Linked DNA regions of Sus scrofa: all the other regions are linked to region 3. A link is a contact called in public HiChIP or PLAC-seq data. All regions are on one chromosome and are shown on one strand. Each heading gives the region's core, a stretch centred on a gene start, on an enhancer-like site or on the middle of the called end of the contact. The rest is flanking DNA. Distances are from core to core; before and after follow the strand shown.

Region 1 (4,091 bases), core at 249-2,748, 93 kb after region 3:
TAACTGCTTTAAACACAGGCTTTAGGATTATTTAGGTATAACAAGGCAAACAGATCAGGAGCTGAGTCTTCAAAAAGAGAGTTTGGGAGTTCCTACTGTGGCTCAGTGGGTAATGAACCCAACTAGTATCCATGAAGATGCAGGTTCGATGTCTTCTCAGCACTTTTGAGAGCCTGCGTTTCGAGCACACAGCCCTGGTGTGCTGGTGGGCTGCAGCCTGAGCATTTTCCTCCAGCAGTTTTCATGTCTATATCTACCACCTGCCCTCTCCAGTGTCTTAAGTAGGGCAAAGGCAAAGAGTCCCAGCTTTGTTTCCTTTTTTTTTTTTTTTTTTTTTGTCTTTTTGCTATTTCTTGGGCCGCTCCCGCGGCATATGGAGGTTCCCAGGCTAGGGGTCGAATCGGAGCTGCAGCCACCAGCCTACGCCAGAGCCACAGCAACTCGGGATCCAAGCCGCGTCTGCAACCTACACCACAGCTCACAGCAACCCCAGATCGTTAACCCACTGAGCAAGGGCAGGGATCGAACCCGCAACCTCATGGTTCCTAGTCGGATTCGTTAACCACTGCACCACGACAGGAACTCCTGTTTCCTTTTTTACTAAGCATTATGCCACTGTCTCCAAGGATGTGATCCTTTATACCCCACTGGGTCGGGGAACAAGTCACAGCAAGAGCACCAGCACAAAGTTCAAGCTCAAATGCCTTCGATAGGACCCACGGTCTCTAAGGTGGATGCTCGCACACTGTATGTAGCTCGCAACTCAGAAGGGCCTTTGAAGAATATGCGCTGCTCTCTCCACGTGGCAGGCAAGACGAAATAACATGGGAAAACAGCCTCTCAGGGCATTCCCCTCGTGGTGCATCAGAAATGAATCCGACTAGGAACCATGAGGTTGCAGGTTCCATCCCTGGCCTCACTCAGTGGGTTAAGGATCCAGTGTTGCCATGAGCTGTGGTGTAGGTCACAGACTTGGCTCAGATCCCGAGTTGCTGTGGCTGTGGTGGAGGCCAGCAGCCATAGCTCCGATTCAACCCTCTAGCCTGGGAACCTCCATATGCCGCAGGTTTGGCCCTAAAAAGCAAAAATAAATAAATAAGTAGCCTCTCAGTGCCCCCCGCCATTGCCCCCCCACCCCTTACACACACACACACACACACACACACACAAACACACACACACACACACACACACACACACACACACACACACACACACCCCAGCACTTTGGAGGAAAGTCATACCTTGCTCCCTCAGAGGAGTCTTTGGTAAACCTGGCTGGTTAATATAAAAAACGGATGTCCCCAGGCTACTGTTCCAGAATCTAGGCAAGCAGCTCAGCTCAGATCAGAATCTGGAGAGGACTCAACTTTTAGCATTTAGCATGCATTTGCAGCACTCAGCAAAAGGAGCAAACAGCAACTGCAGCCAGACCGCAAGCACACACAGGCCTGCAGGCAGAAGCAACGTCTCAGACTGCCACTGCCATCTGGAGGGACCATTTAGTAAGGCAAGAACGGTCTGTGGATAGATCGCTGAAGTCTGAGGTCACACCACCCTGCTCCCTGCACTAACTGCTTTAAACATAGGCTTTAGTACCATTTACGTATAACGAGGCCAACAGATCAGGAGCTGAGCCATTGAAAAGAGAGTTTGGGAGTTCCTGTTGTGGCTCAGCGGGTTATGAACCCGACTAGTATCCATGAAGATATGGATTTAATCCTGGTCTCACTCAGTGGGTTGAAGATCCGGAGTTTCTGTAAGCTGTGGCGTAGGTCGCAGATGCAGCTCAGATCTGGCGTTGCTGTGGCCGTGATATGGGCCAGCATCTGCAGCTCCAATTCAACCTCTAGCCTAGAAACTTCCGTTTGCCATGGGTGAAGCCATAAAAAAAAAAAAAAAAAAAAATCACAAATCGAACCAAATCTCACCATCTCCACTGTTACACTGTGGTTCCAGATACCATCGTCTCCCCCCTGGACCAGGGCAAAGGCTCCTTACTGGTCTTTGTTTCCACTTTTCCCCTTTAACAATGTGTTCTGCGAAATGTCGCCAAGAAGATCCTTTTAAACGTTCAATCCATCATGTGACTGCTTGGCTCAGAAACTCCATAGGCCTCCTTCTTGTGTATAATACAAAGCAAAAGTCTTGGTCTGGTTTACGAATTTTGTTCTCCGGATTTCCCACCAACTTTTATCCTCTACATTTTCTCATGTGACCCAGTCTCTCTCCCAGCAAACAAAGAAGGTTCCAAAGTGCCCTTTCCTCCGGCTGAACCTGTTTTCTCTCTTATGGGCCACTGGTTCATTCCCTCACTCCATCCGGGGCTCTACTCGGCTCTCATCTACTTACAGAGGCCTCCCCTGCATACGTCTCCAAAAGGATACCTCTTTAAATTCTCTATCCTTTAACTCTTCTCAGCACTTACAACTCATGATGTCAGCACATGTATTCATTGTTTTTTCCCCCTGAAGGCAAGGGCTTCTCTGCTCCATAATGATGCCTAGAAAGATGCCTGGCACAGTAGCCGCTTAGGGAATGTTTATTATTGGGAGAAATGAGTGAATAAATGAATGAATCTGTAGAGGCTTTTCCTAATTAAGATCACTTTATCATTTTTCAAATTATCCCCAGGAGCTGCCCCATAAGAGGACTGTCTGAACTAAAGCCCACGTTAAAGTACAATTTGTGTTAAAGGGAACAACGAGCCCATTTGAAAGAAATACTTTTTATTGAATCAAACTTTTTTTTTATTCATTCTTTCAAACAGAAGAACTGGGCTTGTGTTGAAGAAACTGTGGCGTGGAAGAACTGCATGGTTTGTTGCTTAGGAAAGTATTGTGCCAATACTCTCATTATTCTCAAAAAGACAAAGAAACCATCATGGGATAATTCCTTTAATATCCCACTTTCCAGGAATATGAGAAATAGCCCTTCCTGACAAGGGCTTTGCGTTCTCTTTAATGGCTGATCCTGTTGAAATGAATAGTTAACAATTTCCTGAGCAGGAGTTCCCGTCGTGGCGCAGTGATTAATGAATCTGACTAGGAACCATGAGGTTGAGGGTTCGATCCCTGGCCTTGCTTAGTGGGTTAAGGATCTGGCATTGCCGTGAGCTGTGGTGTGGGTCGCAGATGCGGCTTGGATCCTGTGTTGCTGTGGCTCTGGCGTAGGCTGGCGGCTACAGCTCCGATTCGACCCCTAGCCTGGGAACCTCCATATGCCGTGGGAGCGGCTCAAGAAAAGGCAAAAAGACAAAAAAGAAAAAATTCCTGAGCAGTTGGTGCATTTGTAAGCAGTAGGTTGAAAGAGAAAAAAAAAAATGTGTCTTTCTAAATAAATAGTCCTGTAAACAACATACCAATTAAATAAAGAAAGGTCAACAATGTAAGAGAGTGTCAAATGATACGATCATGGCGACTGGGGGAGGCAGTTGGAGATGAAGTGCTCAGAGTCAGGTTAAAAGTGTTTAACACTGGAGTTCCCGTGGTGGCACAGTGGAAACGAATCTGACTAGGAACCATGAGGTTGCGGGTTGGATCCCTGGCCTCGCTAGGGGGTTAAGGATCCGGCATTGCCATGAGCTGTGGTGTAGGTCAAAGATGTGGTTTGGATCCCACGTTGCTCTGGCAGTGGTGGAACTGGCAGCTGTAACTCTGATTCGACCTCTAGCCTGGGAACCTCCATATGCTGCAGGTGCGGCAAAAAAATAAAAGGGGGTGGTTAAATTTGTGGAATGAAGGCAGTGATCTGCCTTAGAGCTAGATCCAGCCCTGCCACATTTTTCCAACTACCTGGGTCCGGCCAAGAATAGGCACAGTTCACAGAACCCAAGGTACTTCCCCTTGATGGCTCTCTTATCACGCACTGCTTGGGATCCCTTGCCAGCTTCCCGACTGGCTGGATTGGCTTCCCCATGTGCTTTTCTGAGCCCTGCCTGAGCCTGACATCTACCTGGACAGGGCATGGTGCTCTGACTGCACGTGCTAGGACTGGCCTCTGCAGGTGTATTCTTTCCCTGGCTGTTCTCCCTTCTCCACTTCCCCACGTGGAGGGGCTCTGCCTCCACCTGCTTTGTCCACCTCCCCCCC
Region 2 (4,007 bases), core at 296-2,795, 110 kb after region 3:
TGCTATGTGCTTGTTCTAGGAGTTTGGGATACATCAGAGATCATAAGCAGAAAAGATCTCTGCCCTCATGGAACTTGCTTTTTATAAATCAAGGAGAGATGCGTACTAAAATAAACATCATTTTCTATTGTTGCCTAACAAATACCACAAATTTAGCAACTTAAACCACACAGACATATATTATCTTACAGTTTCTGTGGGTCAGAGTTGGTGCACAGCCCCCGTTTTTTAAGGAGTTTTCAATCTAGCTTCAGAAAAGAGACGTGAAAAGATTACTAATGATTCAAGATATTAGATAAGGAATATAACAACCAAAAAAAAAAAAAAACCTCCTGAAAATATAAAAAAATTGGTATGTCAACTTAAGGCCATTTCATTTTAGTGTAGGGACAAAAGATGATCCCTATAATTTCTGTTTTTTTACATTATTTATTTTTGTGAAGTATAGTTGATTCACAAGATTGTGTTAATTTCTGGTGTACAACACAGTGGTTCCGTTATACATACGTGCCTAGATATATTCTTTTCCATATTCTTTTCAATTATGGTTTATTACGGGATATTGAATATAGTTCCCTGTGCAATACAGTAGGACCTTGTTGTCTATGGATCCCTGTAGTTTCAATGGACTTTCTTAGGCCTTGACGGGAATCAATGTTGACAGAGCAGCCTACCAGGACTGAGATTTCTGGTGATGACCCTTAGTCCCAGGAAAAAGGTCAAGTCTGCTCCTGGTGGTCTGCCCCAAACACTACAAAAATATATTTGAAACTGGTTTGTAGCCCAAACAGGTAGAATGTGTTTGTATTTGGGTGTTTAAACGCATAGACTTTCAGGTATTGAAATAAATATTGGCCCTCAGAAACGGCTAAATTTCCAGGTGGGAGGGATAAATTAGGAAATTGGGATTAATATATACACACTATTATATATAAAATAGACAGTCAACAAGGACCTACTGCACAGCACAGGGAACTCAATATCTTATAATCTGTAAGGGAAAAAAATCGGATAAATTTTATATATATATAAAATGCATATATATGTATATATAGTGGACTCACTATATATATAACAGAATTACATATATATATATATGTGTGTGTGTGTGTGTGTGTATATATATGTGCATATATTGGAATCACTGAGCTCTGTACCTTAAACTAACACAACATTGTAAACCAACTATACTTCAATTTAAAAGAAGAAAAAAAAAAACCTAATTCTAAAAAAAGAAAAGGCTAATTTTCTTAGGTTCTTAGGAAACATTAAATCCTTGAGTCTGAAATATTTGACTACACTTTGAAACTGGGAAGGAAAGCCCTGAAGGTTTCTTTGGAGGAATGAACAGAGGGGAGTTTTCTCCACTCCAGGCAATCCTGATTAAGTTGAGCCTGTAAATTCTGTCCTAATTTCTGGTGGACATGTGTAGGCACCACTTCCCCTTTTCTCCTCAAATGATTGTGCACTTTTTTGGGGGGGGGGAGACAAATGACAGCATGATTCATGCAATTAGTTCCTCCCACAAGGTCTTACAAAGGGCTTCTAGAGGAGAAAAAAAAAAAGAAATGCTTCCTGCTGCAATTTAGTCATAGGCCAGGATTAGCTTATCGACTTGCAAAATTCTGCCGTCTCCTTTTCATTCTGTATTTTTATTCTAAAATGGCAAGGGTTGGGTGAAAGTTAGGTAAGCATGTATATTCTGCTGCTCATCCACCTCCGCTGCTTTCCTTCCTTGTGACTTAAAGGGCAGGGTTTCATCCTGTTATGAGTGGCAGATTCAATCAGGACGTGATAGTCTGGCATTCATAAAATAGTTCCCATTCCCACTTGGTGGTGGCTAAAAGTGACTGCTGATCATGAGTTAGACCACAAAACAGAAAAAAAAGATAGATTAATAGTAAAAGAAACATTGGCACTCAGAAACATCACTCTATGTTGAAGGGAAAGTCATCTAAACTCAGTGAGCCTCAGTTTCCTTATCTATACATGGAGATTAGATATTTTGCCTTTAACAGGCTTATTTTAAGGATGAAGGCAGCAGTATTTTGTAATGCTTCTTCATCGTGGTAAGAGTTACTTGAGGAGTTCCTGTAGTGGCTCAGTGGTTAACGAATCCGACTAAGAACCATGATGAGGTTGCGGGTTCGATCCCTGGCCTTGCTCAGTGGGTTAAGGATCCAGCGTTGCCATGAGCTGTGGTGTGGGTTGCAGACGTGGCTCGGATCCCGAGTTGCTGTGGCTCTGGCGTAGGCTGGCGGCTACAGCTCCGATTCGACCCCTAGCCTGGGAACCTCCATATGCCACGGGAGCAGCCCTGGAAAAGGCAAAAAGGCAAAAAGACCAAAAAAAAATATATATATTGTTACTTATATATTTGTTTATTTTGCGTTTTGCTTTTTAGGGCCACACCTGAGGCATATGGAGGTTCCCAGGCTAGGGGTCCAATCGGAGCTGTTGCCGCCAGCCTACACCACAGCCACAATACCACCAGATCTGAGCCTTGTCTGTGACCTACACCACAGCTCACGACAACGCCAGATCCTTAACCCACTGAGCCAGGCCAGGGATCGAACCTGCAACCTCATGTTTCCTAGTTGGATTCGTTTCTGCTGTGCCACAACGGGAACTCCTGTTATTTATTATTTTAAAATAATTCATCTTTGTCCATCATCTCAGAGTAGGAACTTACTTGTTGTTATTACTGTCATTTGAGACCCAGGTCTAGTCTCATCCTTGCTACTAACCAGTTGAGTAGTTTGGGTGACTCATTTCATTTTTCTGGGGCTCATTTATTTTTATTTGCAAAGTGCCCAGATGGCTTCCATGTCTGATGTTCTATGTCCCCTTGAAGGTCTACTTTTCAATTCCAAGCACCTAGTGTCATGAAATATTTGATTATTTCAGAGTTTATCACCTGTATTAATAAGGGATAGTAATCCATCTAACATCTCACTTGAGGAATTATTATTATTCGTCTTTTTAGGGCTACACATCCGGCATATGGCAGTTCCCAGACTAGAGGTCGAGTCCAACCTGTAGCCACCTGCCTACGCCAGAGCCACAGCAATGCCAGATTCTAGTCTCATTTCAACCTACAGCACAGCTCACAGAAATGCCAGATCCTTAACCCACTGAGCGAGGCCAGGGATCGAACCTTCCTCCTCGTGGGTTCTAGTCATATTCATTTCCGCTGAACCATAACTGGAACTCCAAAGAATTATTTTTAAGACTCTACATCAGTATCATAGGGAATGGAAAGGAGTTAAAGACATTTGACAATTTACTGGGGAGAATGGAGATATAGAGATAATTATATATGAACTCACAAGCAGGCACTTAATTATTAAAATGGAGAGATATGAAAACCAACATAACACAATAATTAAAAACATACGTTAAAAAAAAATAAATGGAAACCTTTGCAATTGCCAAAGACCTTCTTAGTAATAAACATTAAGCAATAAAGATTCCAGGAGGTAAAAAATAAATAAATAAATAAAATAAAATAAAATGGAGAGATATGAGTGAATGTACTATGAACACAGATGAAGGAGGTACCACTGCAGGCAAGAGCAATTGCAGAGTTCTCCTCCTGGCTTAGCGGTTATGAACCAGACTAGTATTCATGAGGACACAGGTTCAATCCCTGGCCTTGCTCAGTGGGTCAGAGATCTGGCATTGCCAGGAGCTATAGTGTAGGCTGTAGACATGGCTCAGATCCTGCGTTGCTGTGGCTGTGGTGTAGGCTGGCAGCTGCAGCTCCAATTCAACCCCTTCCCTGGAACTTCCATTTGCCACAGGTATGGCCCTAAAAAGACAAACAAACAAAAAAAAAAAAAAAACAAAAAAAAAAAAAAAAAGGAAGAAAGGAAAAGAAAAAAGAACTTCTTAACAAAAATTTTTTTATAGGTTCCCTTTTTTTATAGGTTTTTATAGGTTCCCTTTTTTAATGTTTACATGTATGAACTACATGGGACATAATTTAAAGTAAGAAGTAAGGTAGA
Region 3 (3,910 bases), core at 491-2,990:
ATAACGAACTTTAAACTATTTGGGTATTATCTGGTATTTTGTTTTTGAGAAAAAGTTAAAATGTGAGCCTAGTTTAAACTGTATGGACTTTCATCCTTCTAACATAGAAACGTAGATTCTATGGGAGTGAAAGAGAGAGATCCAAGGAGGGATAAATAGAAGGAAGCACTGAAGGTATTCAGAGAAATAACTCAACATAGACAGTGAACTAGAGGTTTTAGTTTATGGGCTTGTTTTCTAGCTGTAAAATGGAATATAGAGCTAACCCTCCCTCCTGGCTAAGTCAACCCTTTCTTTATATGTAAAAAGATATTTGAAAGTATTCTGAGTATTCTGACATATACATATATATATAAATATATATACATATAATATATATATATATATATATATATATAAGTTTCTTGGTGGCCTTGTTGTTAAGGATCAGGCATGTCACGGGCATGGCCACCCAAATTATAATATCCAAGATGATTTTATTATTTTTATTATTTTACTTGCGTATCTCAATACATATTTTTAAATAGCTTTATTAAAATATAATTTACATATTGTAAACTTCACCCATTTAAAGTGTACAGTCAGGAACTGCTGCTGTGGTGCAGTGGGATCTGCTGCCTCTTGGGAGCACTGGGATACAGTTTCGATCCCGGCATGGGTTAAGGATCCAGTGTTGCCACAGCTGTGGCTTAGGTCCCAAGGCTGTGGCTCAGATCTGACCCCTGGTCCAGCAACTACATATGCTGGCGGGTGGTCAAAATGAAAATAAATAAAAAATTAAAAAAATAAAATGTACAGGTCAATGTTTTTTTAGAGTAGTGACAGTGGTATAACCATCACCATAATGCAATTTTAGAATATTTTCATCACCATCTCCCCCCAAAAATCTCCATTCTCTATCCTCCTCTTTCCCCAGCGTTAGGCAACACTACTTTCTGTCTCTAAGATTTGTCTCTAAGATTCGGATATTTTACATAAATGGAAACATAGGATAAGGGTCTTTCATGACTAGCTTCTTTCACTTAGCATAAAAATTCAGTTTTACAATTTTAGGCTATTTGACCTCAGTAGTCCACATCTGAGGATAAAATGCTATCTTTTCATTCCTTAATGAGTTTGAGGATTAAGTATAATTTGCATGAAGCAAAAGCTAGAAAATAGAGCGAGAGCTTTTCTCAACTACATAAGCTAATCCACTTTGCCAGTGTTAAAATACCAGATGTGTAAATTCAAGCTGCAGAACAACTGTGTGTCCAGGGGTCCTTAAGACTGACATTGTCCAGGGGTATTTGGTGGGGCGGGGGGAGGAAACAAAAACAAAAACTAACCTAACAAAACATTGAAAATTACCAAAAGGATCCATCACAAGAGGAGGAGGTTTAACAACTTAATGTCCCTTCCTTGGAAAACTGGTGATAAAAAATATTCAAATAAACCCATATAAACCTGTTTTTAGTATAGAGGGTCCAGGAGAGCCAGACCCCCTAGGAAATGCAAATAGGCTTCATGAGAAAGTAAATTTTCCCTTCTGCCCTTTCCCCCTCTTCTCTCTGGCAGGGCTGATCCTCATTACAGTTTGCTCAAATGTTTGGAAGTGAATTTAGGGCCCTCCCCCCAACTTAAGATTTTATAGCCAATAGGTGATGAGGTTTATTTGCATATTTCCAATCATATAAGCAGCCTTAGAGTGGAAACAGTGTCAGACTCAATTCCTCCCCCTCCTCCTCCCTCCTCCTCCGGGGAAAGCTGCCACTTCTGGCTGCCCCGCTTCTTCTTTAAAGGGTGACTTGCCCTGCAACAGATCGCTGCTCCAGCCTGCTCCCGCCTCGGGCTGTCGGCGCTCCCGCCCGTGCCCTGTAACTTCTACCCCAGGAACGCGTCCCCAGATGGAGAGCAAAGCCCTGCTCCTAGTGGCTCTGAGCGTGTGGCTTCAGAGTCTGATCGTCTCCCGCGAAGGGTTGGCCACCGCGGACAGTAAGTTTTGCGCGCAGGCTCTCCTCCACTTACGGAATTGGCTCAGTGGCCCACTTGCACAAGTTGTGAGGATGGGAAGGAGGAAGTAGGAAGGAGCTGCGATGATCACCTGGGACCCTCTTGCCCAAACGCCGGCCCCAGGAAGGATCATCGGGGTGGGATCTGGAAGAGGCACGTTGGAAATCCTCCCTCTGATCACTCTGGGGCGGCTCCCAGTTTCTTTCTTTCTCTCTCTCTCTCTCGATCCCGCACTGTCACCTCCATTCGGGCTGAAGCCGAATTCCCAGGCGCCCGTGCTCAATAGGAAAGGATGGGGCGGCCGGGGTGGCAGGCGGGAGGCGGTAGAGAGTGAAGGGCGGGAGAAGGTAGGCGGGAGGAAGGGCTCTGAAGGCGGTGACCCGCAGTAACTTCTCCGCCAAGGTGACTCTGGTTCGGCCTTGGCCGCAGCTCAGCCCCCGCGCGTGAAGGCGCAGGCAGAAAGCGGCCCCTTCTCCTAGAGAAGCCGGCGGGGTGGCGGGGGAGTGGATAGCGGGGGCAGCGGCGTTGAATGCATTTTAGAAGCACACGACACTCTCGCTCTCCGCGCGAAGGTGGGAGGGGAGGACTAGGGGGCCGGGAGGGCAGGGGCTGGCCGCGGGGTGGGGGGAGGACCCGGCATCCCGGGGACGCGGCGTCCCGCACGCTTAACGGCGCTGGGGAAGCTGTTCCAGCCTCCACTCTGGCACGCTCGGTGTTTCTTAGCGCCCAACGAAGAAGGGTTGAACCTCCTGAAAACGTGGCAGAGCGACTAGCCTTCTGTGGCCGCTGACTTGGAGGATGCCAGGTTTGCGCTTGGCTGCCGTTACTGTCCTCCGGGCTGAGCCTGCCTCCGGGCGCCTTGCCCCGCGGTGCGGTTGCGAGCACGTGGGGCTTCTTGGACGCCGCAGGGAGGCCACTGGTTGAACCCTAGTTACCGCTCGGGCGCTGCCACTCACCAGGGTTAAGGCGACCAGCCAAGCTAGATCTGAATTTCTTTATTGCTGGGAAGAAGCGCGCCCATCCCCAGACCTGCCTACAGTAGAGGCAGCCTGTGTAACTTGAACCTTGGTTCAGTTAACGCACAGCAGCAACTAAAAGGCCACTGAAGCAAGTCATTAAAAGAGGCAACGTTTTCTTTTCTCTTTCTTGGTGGATTTACAGTTTGGGCGGTGTCCCCTGGATGTGCTTTTAGGCTGCACGTCCTCAGTGATTCAAGCTATAGTACAGTTTGTCCCTGACTTTTTTTTTTTTTTTTTTTTTGTCTTTTTGTCTTTTTTGTTGTTGTTGTTGCTATTTCTTGGGCCGCTTGGGCGGTGTCCCTTGGATGTGCTTTTAGGCTGCACGTCCTCAGTGATTCAAGCTATAGTACAGTTTGTCCCTGACTTTTTTTTGGTCTTTTTTTGTTGTTGTTGCTATCTCTTGGGCCGCTCCCGCGGCATATGGAGGTTCCCAGGCTAGGGGTCCAATCGGAGCTGTAGCCACCGGCCTACGCCTACGCCAGAGCCACAGCAACGCGGGATCCGAGCCGCGTCTGCAACCTACACCACAGCTCACGGCAACGCCGGATCGTTAACCCACTGAGCAAGGGCAGGGATCGAACCCGCAACCTCATGGTTCCTAGTCGGATTCGTTAACCACTGCGCCACGACAGGAACTCCCTGTCCCTGACTTTGATTGCAGTTAAACTTTTGATTTGTTTCAGCACTGAGTTGTGAAATAACATTTTCGATGGGTTTTTTTTTTTTAAAGTAGAGCCCATTAATGCTGAATTAGATAAGAAAAGTATCTTTTCTGTCCAATCATTGTAGGAACACCAGAGATTCAGTTAGCAAGTCTTAAACATCTTATGAAGTGGCATTTGTCCCTGAATAGTGTTTTACACTGTCCGAGAAAATGATTGGAACAAACTCCAAATTCT

Evidence for each region. HiChIP or PLAC-seq counts read pairs in DNA pulled down with a chosen protein or histone mark.
Region 1: an H3K27ac HiChIP or PLAC-seq map of skeletal muscle shows a contact between it and region 3. The contact joins the enhancer-like site here to the promoter of LPL in region 3. A contact is called at or near these places in 13 of 47 Hi-C or Micro-C datasets (adipose tissue, brain, embryonic fibroblasts and 7 more) and 2 of 2 datasets of contacts at active chromatin or transcription factors (alveolar macrophages and skeletal muscle).
Region 2: an H3K27ac HiChIP or PLAC-seq map of alveolar macrophages shows a contact between it and region 3. The contact joins the enhancer-like site here to the promoter of LPL in region 3. A contact is called at or near these places in 6 of 47 Hi-C or Micro-C datasets (adipose tissue, fetal skeletal muscle, retroperitoneal adipose tissue and 2 more) and 2 of 2 datasets of contacts at active chromatin or transcription factors (alveolar macrophages and skeletal muscle).

What each region holds. Positions count from the first base shown.
Region 1 is chr14:4,196,808-4,200,898 of Sscrofa11.1, forward strand. No RefSeq gene overlaps it. Among named protein-coding and RNA genes, the nearest start is that of SLC18A1, 80 kb to the right of the region's middle. Within about 2 kb of position 1,499, at least 8 of the 83 cell types and tissues checked have an H3K27ac peak or open chromatin away from gene starts, as enhancers often do. A contact at or near this core is called in adipose tissue and alveolar macrophages, where this site is marked.
Region 2 is chr14:4,213,191-4,217,197 of Sscrofa11.1, forward strand. No RefSeq gene overlaps it. Among named protein-coding and RNA genes, the nearest start is that of SLC18A1, 64 kb to the right of the region's middle. Within about 2 kb of position 1,546, at least 4 of the 83 cell types and tissues checked have an H3K27ac peak or open chromatin away from gene starts, as enhancers often do. A contact at or near this core is called in alveolar macrophages and subcutaneous adipose tissue, where this site is marked.
Region 3 is chr14:4,103,074-4,106,983 of Sscrofa11.1, forward strand. It overlaps LPL (lipoprotein lipase), which reads left to right and starts at 1,741. Exons shown (of 10, transcript NM_214286.1): 1 at 1,741-1,974. The coding sequence starts at 1,887.